Regions from separate parts of the Zea mays genome. Here region 1 is linked to region 2. Evidence: chromatin contacts called from public Hi-C data. All regions are on one chromosome and are shown on one strand. Each heading gives the region's core, a stretch centred on a gene start, on an enhancer-like site or on the middle of the called end of the contact. The rest is flanking DNA. Distances are from core to core; before and after follow the strand shown. Region 1 holds the start of LOC103627381 (myosin-9). Region 2 holds the start of LOC100285743 (ubiquitin family protein).

Region 1 (4,669 bases), core at 2,103-4,602, 190 kb after region 2:
TTCCCCTCCAATCCACGCCAACATGGGTGGATTGAGGTAGATACCAGTGCATCCAAACAAGACCTATACTGGTAGCTATAATAAAGAAAATTATGAGACGAAGCGCACCTCCATCTTTCTCATTGATGCTATAGTTGATCTCTGTCCCATCACGTCCGCAATCGATTACTCTGTCAGCACTTGATGGTTCTTTGATGGGCATTGTGAATACTGGTTGGACACATTCATGATTTCCCTCGGAACAAATGTACTCATCTACTGGGTTCAGTTCAATCAAACCGTAACCATCAACCAACATGCCGTCAGTTTTTTGTGGGTTTTCATGTTTAATCGGTGCAGTGCAATCAAGAGCTGTTTGATTGTTCACAACATCCTTCCTCCACTTCTCCAAGCATCGGAAACCTCCAGGAGCTTCATATTTTCTATTAAAGTTTTGGATAATGATCATCTTGCTATAATTATGATAATCTTCCGCGGTTGTCCTAGAATCTAAAGGAATGGCATTTGTTCTTTGTTTTCTGCCTAAATTTTCATCTGAATCATGTAAATCTAAGAGAGCTGTAGCACTTATAATTTGAGATACTGTTTTTACTTCACTGCATGTTGCTGAAATGCACTTGGTTCCACACTCAATTTCAGGGAAATTCCCCTTCTCGTCAGCTAGTACAGCTGAGGGTCCATTCCCAATGCCACTTTGAGCTCTTATAGGGTCCTCATTGGTATTAACAGCCACAAGACTTATATCTGAATCTGGTCCTGATGTGGCTAGCTTCATTGTATCCTCTTTTTCATGCGCGGAAGGTTCAGAATCTTCAGAATCTATAATCATAATTACTGTTTTTCCTTTGCTGCACAGTGGAGTACCCTTTGTTTTGCACTGTGGACCAATCAAATTACCACTGATATCTTGTGCCACTGGTCCAGATCCAACCACACGTTCAACTCGTTTAGGGTCTTTTTTTGTATTGCAAGTTACATGACATGTTTGAGGCACTTTGGTCCTAGGACATTCGCCAGAAACATAGTAGCCACTGTTTTCTGAAATACCATCTGTGACGACCAAATCATCAGGTGGCATATTACTCCATGCCTGTTTCTTAGTTTCACCTTTATTTGTGCTCTCAGGATTGAAGTCGAGTCTTTCACAAGAATCCGTACCAAAAACCCGCACAGAAAATGTACGCTCAGCAATATACTCAAACAACAGAAATTCACCCCATTTAATCAAATGGTTTGAGACAAAAACATCCCATCCCTGATCAAAAGCAAGGGAATCAACCACCTTCGATACCAGGACCTTTAAACATTTTCCCTTTGAATCTTTAAGATACACAAGTTGATTAGTCAAATACTCCAGTCTGGGTGCAACAATTCGTGGTATCACCTGCACAATATATGCATGTACATGATGTTTTGTAGGGGCCATGGCATAAGACAAATAAAGGAAAATAAAAGAAATGGATAGCATAGCTGTAATGGAAAGCAGCAACAAACAAAACCATACCAGAAATTTCTCGGCATTGTTGCGTACGAACTTTAAAAATGCAATGGGAGCCTGATTATTCTTTTCCTTGCCGCCGCTAAATATTTTCAATTCCTTCACCCTGCCACCATAAATCTTATCACTATCATTGCGCCACATCCTCTTTTTTTCCTTCAATAATGTGTGTGGTAATTTCTCCTTCCATATTTTATAGTTAGAGCCACTTGATGTACCCATCTTCAAGTTAGATACATCAAGCGGCACATTTCTCCTATTCTGTCTGTCATGTCTCATCTTAATCTCCATGCTCTCAGTCGTCCTCATTTTCTTCTCTTTAACAGCAGGTGTGATTGGTGCAGTCTCCTTCTCACTACTGGTATTGTCAGGCATTTTCCTTTTCTTTTCTTTATCACAAAATGCTGTGGGCACCTTCCCCTTCTTCACTCCACTGTAACAACTCCGCATCTTGCTGTCAGCAGCCTGCATCTTCTTCTCTCGGTAGGTTTTGTTTAGCTTTTCCTTATTCTTCTCCTTCTTAGGTAATGGGGTGGACACCTTCTTGATCTTCACCTTAGTATCAGAGTTACTCATAATCCTTACCACCTCCTTGTCATCATCCCTTTGCATATTCTTCCCAGTGCTGGCATTGTGAGGTTTCTTCTTCCTCTCCTCCTCAGGGGATGCGGTGTTGAACTTTTTCTTACCCTCAACCTTACTGCAGTCATCCGATGTAATCGTCTTTTCCTTGTCCAGTTCAACACCCATCATCCTCTCCTTGCTGTTGGTTTTGTTCAGGTCATCATCCATTTCCCTTCCCTGCTCACATAATGCGGCAGGCACCCTGCTCTTGTTTATCCTCTGGTCGCCACTCCACATGTCCGTATCCTTCCCATGGTAGGCACTGCATTTAAACAGATGTTCCTTTTTCTCCCTCTTCTCTACGGAGGCAGCATCGGACGTCTTCCCGTTCTTTACCACAGTGTCGCCGTCCCGCACCTCACCGTTGGCAGTGTCGTGACACCGCTTCTGGCGGGCAGAATCAGGAGCAGAGCCGGTCATCCCCACCAAGAATTCGTTTCCTCCTCCCATGGTTAAACCACCGACAATATTGGTCACTTCAGGGCTCAGGCACTAGAGAAGAGGAAGGCATGGCACTAGACAAGGGAAAGGCATAAGACCAACATCAATAAGATGAGGTTACTAGTATCATAAACACACAAACCCTCCCCAAAAAAATGGATGCAAAGCAGAAATTTCTACATCGGGGAGAACAACCAAACTGAAGTAAAAAACTCAAAGTCCAGAAAACAAAGCCAACAACGCCGTCCGATTTTACTACACCAAACTGTTCGACGGCAAATCTGAAAAAAAATCACTAACACCTCTAGAGTTCAATGGGAAGTAGAGTATATAATACCTGTGGAGATGATCGATAAAGTCCGATACGACATTCAGACATGTCGCCGATCAGATCGCCTGCCTGATGAGACGACAACAAAATGCAACTTCTCTGATTGACTCGATTGATCAAAGAAGACTTCGACCTAGGGCTAGGAAGCAGAAACTGCAGAAGGTGCCGGTGGGTTCACGTGGACCCCGATCCTCGAGCACCTCGGATGGTCGACGCGTGGAGATCCTTGTGATGGAAGGCGCGCGAGATGGAGCACCTCCCAGTCTCCCACCGTCCCGCTCGGTTGCTCTTGCTCGGATCGCTCGCGCACGGCACTGGCTTTCCCGTCGCAGTCATGAATGCGGCACCGAGCACGTACTCGGTCACCGACAGGTGGGCCCTAGGTCGCCGAGTCGCTGACAATAGCGCAATGGCCAGCACCAATTTGACAAATCACCACCCGCCAACTCTCCCACTGCCACCTGGGGCCCATGTGTAAGCTCGCTCTCCACGATCCTCCGCTGCAGCTGCAGGCGGAACGCATCCTGGGCGCCGGGACTGGCGTGGGCGCGTGGCCCACAACCCATCGTCTCCACCGAATAGGAGTACAGGACACACCGGACTCGCTGCTCTCCCCCGCGTTACCGCGTAGCCGATGCCCGATGGCTTGATCAGATCCCCCACCCGGACCCGGCCCAGATCTGTCGTCGCCGCCGCAGTCGCCATGGGTGACCACTCTGACTCCGATTCCTCCCCCAAGTCCTCCTCGTCCTCGTCCTCCCCCTCCGCCCGCCGCCGTTCCTCGCCGCAGCGCAGCCGGGCCCACACTGACGAGACCGGCAGCAGCGACGGCGTCCTCGTCGAGCTTCCTACTCAGGTATGGCGCGACGAAGCCGCCTCCACTCGGGTACCACGGGTTCGGACCTACGGCGTCTTAGAGAAGCTTCTCTCGCTCTGCAGGAAGCGCGGAGCCCCGGGGCCGACCCTGACAGCGGCGTCCTCGTCAACATGCCCGCTGACGACGCCACCAGCGGCGAGACCTTCGACGACGCCCCCGAAGATCTCGCGGCCGCCGGCTCGCTCTCCGCACGCTCGCTGGACGAGTCCATAGCCGTCATCGACTTCCCTGAGGTTTCCAGCACCAGCGCCGAGCTCCGCAAGTACCAGGTGCTGCTTCCTCTTTCCTCTCCCGTCAGATTATATTGGTTTTGTGCGTGATTTTGCTGCGGAAGCTCTAATTTGTGATGTGACGAACAATGTTTTTTTTTTGTTCAGGAAGAGAAGGCTGTATTTGCTCGGGAGGCAGTGGCACTCCGGAGGTTGCTACAGGAGATGTTGGGGCAGGAAGCTTCAGTTGCGTTGCATGGAGAGGACGCTGACGAGACACTGTTGCATTCAATGCTGGACGACTGCTCGAGGCTTGTGCTTGAACTTAACTCGATGGCACGGGCCAGGGAGCAAGAGATTGAGAGCCTACATGCCAGGGCTGCAGAGGCAGAGGTATCAAGTGAGGTTGCTCATGTATACCTGGGTTCGTGGAGAGAAGGGTCTGAGCAAGCTGTTGGGCGGATGCTTGCATCAATTGATGCTGTGGTTAGGCAAGATGATGCCAGCTTTGAGGGTGCTGACCAGGATGGGATTTCTATTCTGGAAAGGAAGACTTCATTGCTTGTGGAGAGGTACAGGCAGGCCTCGATGGGTATTGAACAGCTTGAGCAAATTTTAGCTGAGGTGAAGCCTGGTTTCGCGGCCACAGGGCACGGTGACCTTGCTACCACTTTAAGTGTTCTTTCAGA
Region 2 (4,422 bases), core at 548-3,047:
TGGCTAATGGTTTGCGTTGCCAGACGGATGGCCGGCCGCGTGGCTCTGGTGGACGGCGGACCCAGAGTCCCGATCCCGATCCTGTCTAATCCCTTGACCTGTCAGTCAAACTGGCATTTTCATTGGCAAGAACAAGAATGGAAGAATATAGGCAGTGTTCAATGGATAATCGTAAACCTAAAGTCCCAATCCATCCATGCCAATGACAAAGCACTTGTGAGCAAGGCTGCCGCTAACGGCCTGATCTACGAAGATACACGGTGTCGGTGTGGCACTGGCATGTATATCATACGATCCGCCGGCCGATTACCCCTAACATGCTTGGTGGAGATGCAGCGAATAGCCTAAATTGCCGCAGCACTCGCCGCCGGGGAATCGTGCGACGCCATGTGGCCGGCCCTCCGGCGCGAGAATAACGGGCGTCGCCGAAGCATGCAAGGTGTTCGACGAGGCCTCTTCGTCTCTGCAATTACACGGCGCTCCGCCGGCCCATGGCCGGTCCCGTCCGCGATTGATGCTCGCACGTGCAGCAATCAGATTGTTTTATTAATTTGGGCATCTTGCGCCGACTCAGATTGTTCGGACTTATCATCACCATCTGGCCGAGGCAATAGAATAGAAGCAGCCATCAGTACTAATTTTAATCGTAGTACTGCAGTTTCCTTGCCTGCCGGCCATGCTGTTTGTTGGGAAAAAAAATTCTTTGCATCTAGAATATAAATAATCTCTTTTAGAGTCCCTCACATTCACTAATTGATGGTCCATATAAATAGAAAAAATATTAAAGAGTTAAGTTGCAAATTTTAATATGTTTTTGTGGGTCTATAAGTGGTGGACGGGAGGAGCTGTTTGGATACGGTTCGTATAGATTTTTTTTCCCTGTTTCTTGAACAGTGAACACGCATGCAGGATGAATTACCATCCCACAGCCCACAGGGGATTGTCAGTAGCTTATAGCTTTTGGAGCGGGCGGTGCAAATTAATTAATTAACGCATACTACTATACGAATATGCAAAGCGAGCTAGGAAGGACCAAGTTGGAAATGAAATGAGTGAGCACAGAGGCCCCCACCCATGCCCACCTTAACCACCCTCGGACGGAGCCACCAGAATTTGATCCAAACGAAACGCACACTTAACTTCGGCCCTACTCAAAACACGCACGCACTGTGCAACGTACACCACTCCTCCCTCCCCGTCGTCGTCGTCGTCGTCTTCTTTCCTTGCGTTCAAAACAACGGCCATAACCAATCGCGCGCGGGGCCGGAGAGGGGCCCTAAGCTACAACTAAAACAAGAAAACTAGCGGTGGCCGGCGCGGCCAGGCCAGGCCCAGGCCATCATGGCAAGGCAAACCGTCAACCGACCACGCCCCGATCAATCATCCTCCGCCTGCTCTTGGCCTATGGCCTCCAACTCCAACTCCTCCTACCACCCGCCATCGTCCGAGGAGGCTCTCTCCTCGTCTCGTCATCTTCGGCGACAAGGAACACTCCCCATGTGCATGCAATGCGAAGCAGTAGTACTGTAATGGCAACATGCTTGTCCTCGTCCGTGTTTTCTTATTAATGAATTCTGGGGCCCTACGCTCTGTTGCATTGCATTGCATGCCTGCCTGCCAGCCCTGCCTTGACGATGGACTCGGCCGGTCCTGGACTTTAAACACACGCACGCTTCTAGTTCTAGAGCCAGCCTGCCAGGACCAGCCTTGTGCAGTTGTGCCGCAACTCCCTCCAGTCCCCTCGTCGCCCTCCTCGTCCTATATATATTAACACCCCAGCCTTGGCACCACACGTCCACACCACAGAGCCTGAAATCGGCTACACACACGCGAATTGAACCAGCCGCTAGCCCCGCGCCTTTTGCGGCCATGATCAAGCTGAGCTACTCCAAGAGGCTCTTCAAGAGGATCTCCTCCACGTCCAATAAGCAGCAGGCGGCCGCTTCCGGCGGCGGCGGTGACAATGGCAGCGCGGCCGCGGCCGGCGGAGGAGGCGCCCGGGAGATCGAGTGGGAGGTGCGGCCGGGAGGGATGCTGGTGCAGAAGAGGGACGGGAGGGGCGGCCGGGAGACGGTCGCCGTCAGGGTTTCCACCGGCTTCTCCTGGCATGATGTGTCCATCGGAGCCACCTCCACTTTTGGTGAGCAGAGCACACTCTTCTCTCCGTTTCTTTTTCTTTTTCTCTCTCTGTTTGATGAGTGGCTTTCTTTTGCGGTTGCTGGTGGATTAGCAGCACTAGTAGTACGGTTTCTTGGAACTTGGTTTCACATGGTTCCTTCTTGGAACTTTCCATCATTTTATACCGAGCTTTCTTCCCCTGCACTGCATCCTTGCGTAGGAGAAAATAAAATGTGCGTAGGAAATGTCCAGTTTTTTTTCCCTCCCTCCAATCCTCCTCGTCAGTGAATGCAGAGTAGTACGTAGTTGGTTGCTAGTCGTTGAGTGCAGTTAATAAAGAACGGAAGCAGCGCCCTTGCTCTCAAGTCTGAACTGTCCAGTACAGCAGCATCCCTGCATTTGGCATTTCCTATGCACAGCACAGTGCGTGCAATGGAGTATGCACAGCACAGCTCTGCTCCCAAATTTCCATTTACTCCTCTGACGATGACACGATGACTGGTGGTCATCAAAAAAAAAAAAAAAACTCTGATGGTCACAGCGCCGCATCTTCCTCAGAAGTCAGAACTACAGTACTTCACAGTATCTGTAGCAGCACCAAATGCTGAAGCCGAGTCATAACTTTGGTAGCTGCGATGTACAAATGTGAAAATAATAATAAAATATTTATTATAGTCGCCAGCTCATACAGTATGCCTTATTAAGACTAGCTCCAACAAGGGACCCTAAAGGGTTCTGTACCCTAAATATAGAGGATCGAATGGTCCTCTACGCCCTCCAGCAGCGTCCTCTAAACGATCCTCTAAATTTAGAGAACGCTGCTGGATTCTCTATATATAGAGTTTCTCTAAACGATCCTCTATCCATTTGAATACTTTAAATAACCGGTTTACCAAAACTAAAATATGTACAATACATTTGAGAGTATGACAAATACGTATGTATAAAAAATAAAAATAAAAAATATTTTTAATATAGATATTTGAGTGTAGAGGACGTAATTTAGAGGACGTTGTTGGAGAGGAAGGAGATATAGAGGATGAAATCTTTTAGAGAAGACTGTAAAGGACGGATATAGAGGATGAATATAGAGGACGTTGCTGGAGACAGCCTAATAGATCTTCCATTCGTTATCTAAACGGTGTGTGCACTGACACGGTTTGAATTCCATCTAAAAAGTCTGCCATTTTTTTTATTGTGTCGTAACTTACAAGCTTTGTCTCTGAAAAATAAAAATAAAATTTGCAGGGGAGCTGAAGGTGATGCTGTCCATGGTAACAGGGCTAGAGCCACGGGAGCAGAGGCTGCTGTTCAGGGGCAAAGAGAGGAACGACACCGACCACCTCCACATGGTTGGGGTGAGGGACAAGGACAAGGTCCTCCTACTAGAGGACCCGGCCCTCAAGGACATGAAGCTCCGGGCTCTGTCGGCTCGAGTCGTGCCGAGGCCGTGCCAGTCTTTTATCCAAGTGTAACTTCCCGCTACCATGCTAACTGTTACCACTATACTTGTTAGTTGTGTAATATCCTACTGCTGTTTTAGTCCCACCACCAAGGTACTTTTAGTTTCTGGAAAGCCTTTTTAAATATCCGGAATCCGAGGGGTTTGCTCTCTAAACCACTCTGTCTTTAGTGCCACTCCATGGAAGGGTCCCTGAAGACGAGAGTCAGCCATGGTGGCTGTGATGTGATTTGGAGCCTAGTGTTTGGGATGTTTTTTATGGTCCCTACTACTACTACCGTGGTCACTTCTCATTCCTACCTACTACATGCATGGGTCATGAGTAGGCATGAGTGATAAAAATTGTATGTACGTACTCCATCATGTGTTTCTGTTCGCAATGGGATTTGTTTGGATACTTTAGTACTAACTGTAATCTATATATATTGAGATGTATTATAGTGTAAATTAGTTTAAGTTATAACACAATCTAACTCAATAAATATGGATTGAGGTCAATACTAAAGTATATGAACTAGCGCTGAATGGATGAAACCAAACTTGGGTCCCTTTCCATGATGGAACTCGCACCCTTTTGGGGTGGGGTGGGGGGAGGGGATAGAGCGAATCGTAAGCGATGCTTCAGGCTCAAGAAAAGGAGCCTAAAGATGTGCCGATGCAATGTGATGATCCGTTCCTTTTTTTTGCGACTCCGCCATTGATGTGCTATGGCGCTTGAGATTTGCAGGTCAGGTCCTTTGGATTGGACTGCAGCGTAGGTGAGCCCAGGGTACAGGTCGGTAATTGCTCTGTTTCCCGTTCATAGACAGCAGGGAAGCTTCACCCGCATACTTTTATTTGTC

The links. Hi-C and Micro-C count contacts between places; a contact is called where the count stands out from the background.
Region 1: a Hi-C map of endosperm shows a contact between it and region 2, with 5 times the contacts expected there. The contact joins the promoter of LOC103627381 here to the promoter of LOC100285743 in region 2. A contact is called at or near these places in 8 of 25 Hi-C or Micro-C datasets (bundle sheath, ear, endosperm and 3 more) and 2 of 3 datasets of contacts at active chromatin or transcription factors (leaf and seedling).

What each region holds. Positions count from the first base shown.
Region 1 is chr5:184,917,241-184,921,909 of Zm-B73-REFERENCE-NAM-5.0, forward strand. LOC103627381 (myosin-9) reads left to right here and starts at 3,353. Exons shown (of 8, transcript XM_008647671.3): 1 at 3,353-3,750; 2 at 3,834-4,040; 3 at 4,149-4,669. The coding sequence starts at 3,529. It overlaps LOC103628738 (B3 domain-containing protein Os02g0598200), which reads right to left and starts at 3,297. Exons shown (of 7, transcript XM_020538582.3): 1 at 2,901-3,297; 2 at 1,505-2,637; 3 at 109-1,384. The coding sequence starts at 2,572.
Region 2 is chr5:184,725,870-184,730,291 of Zm-B73-REFERENCE-NAM-5.0, forward strand. LOC100285743 (ubiquitin family protein) reads left to right here and starts at 1,798. Exons shown (of 2, transcript NM_001158634.2): 1 at 1,798-2,140; 2 at 3,367-3,985. The coding sequence starts at 1,870. The coding sequence ends at 3,593.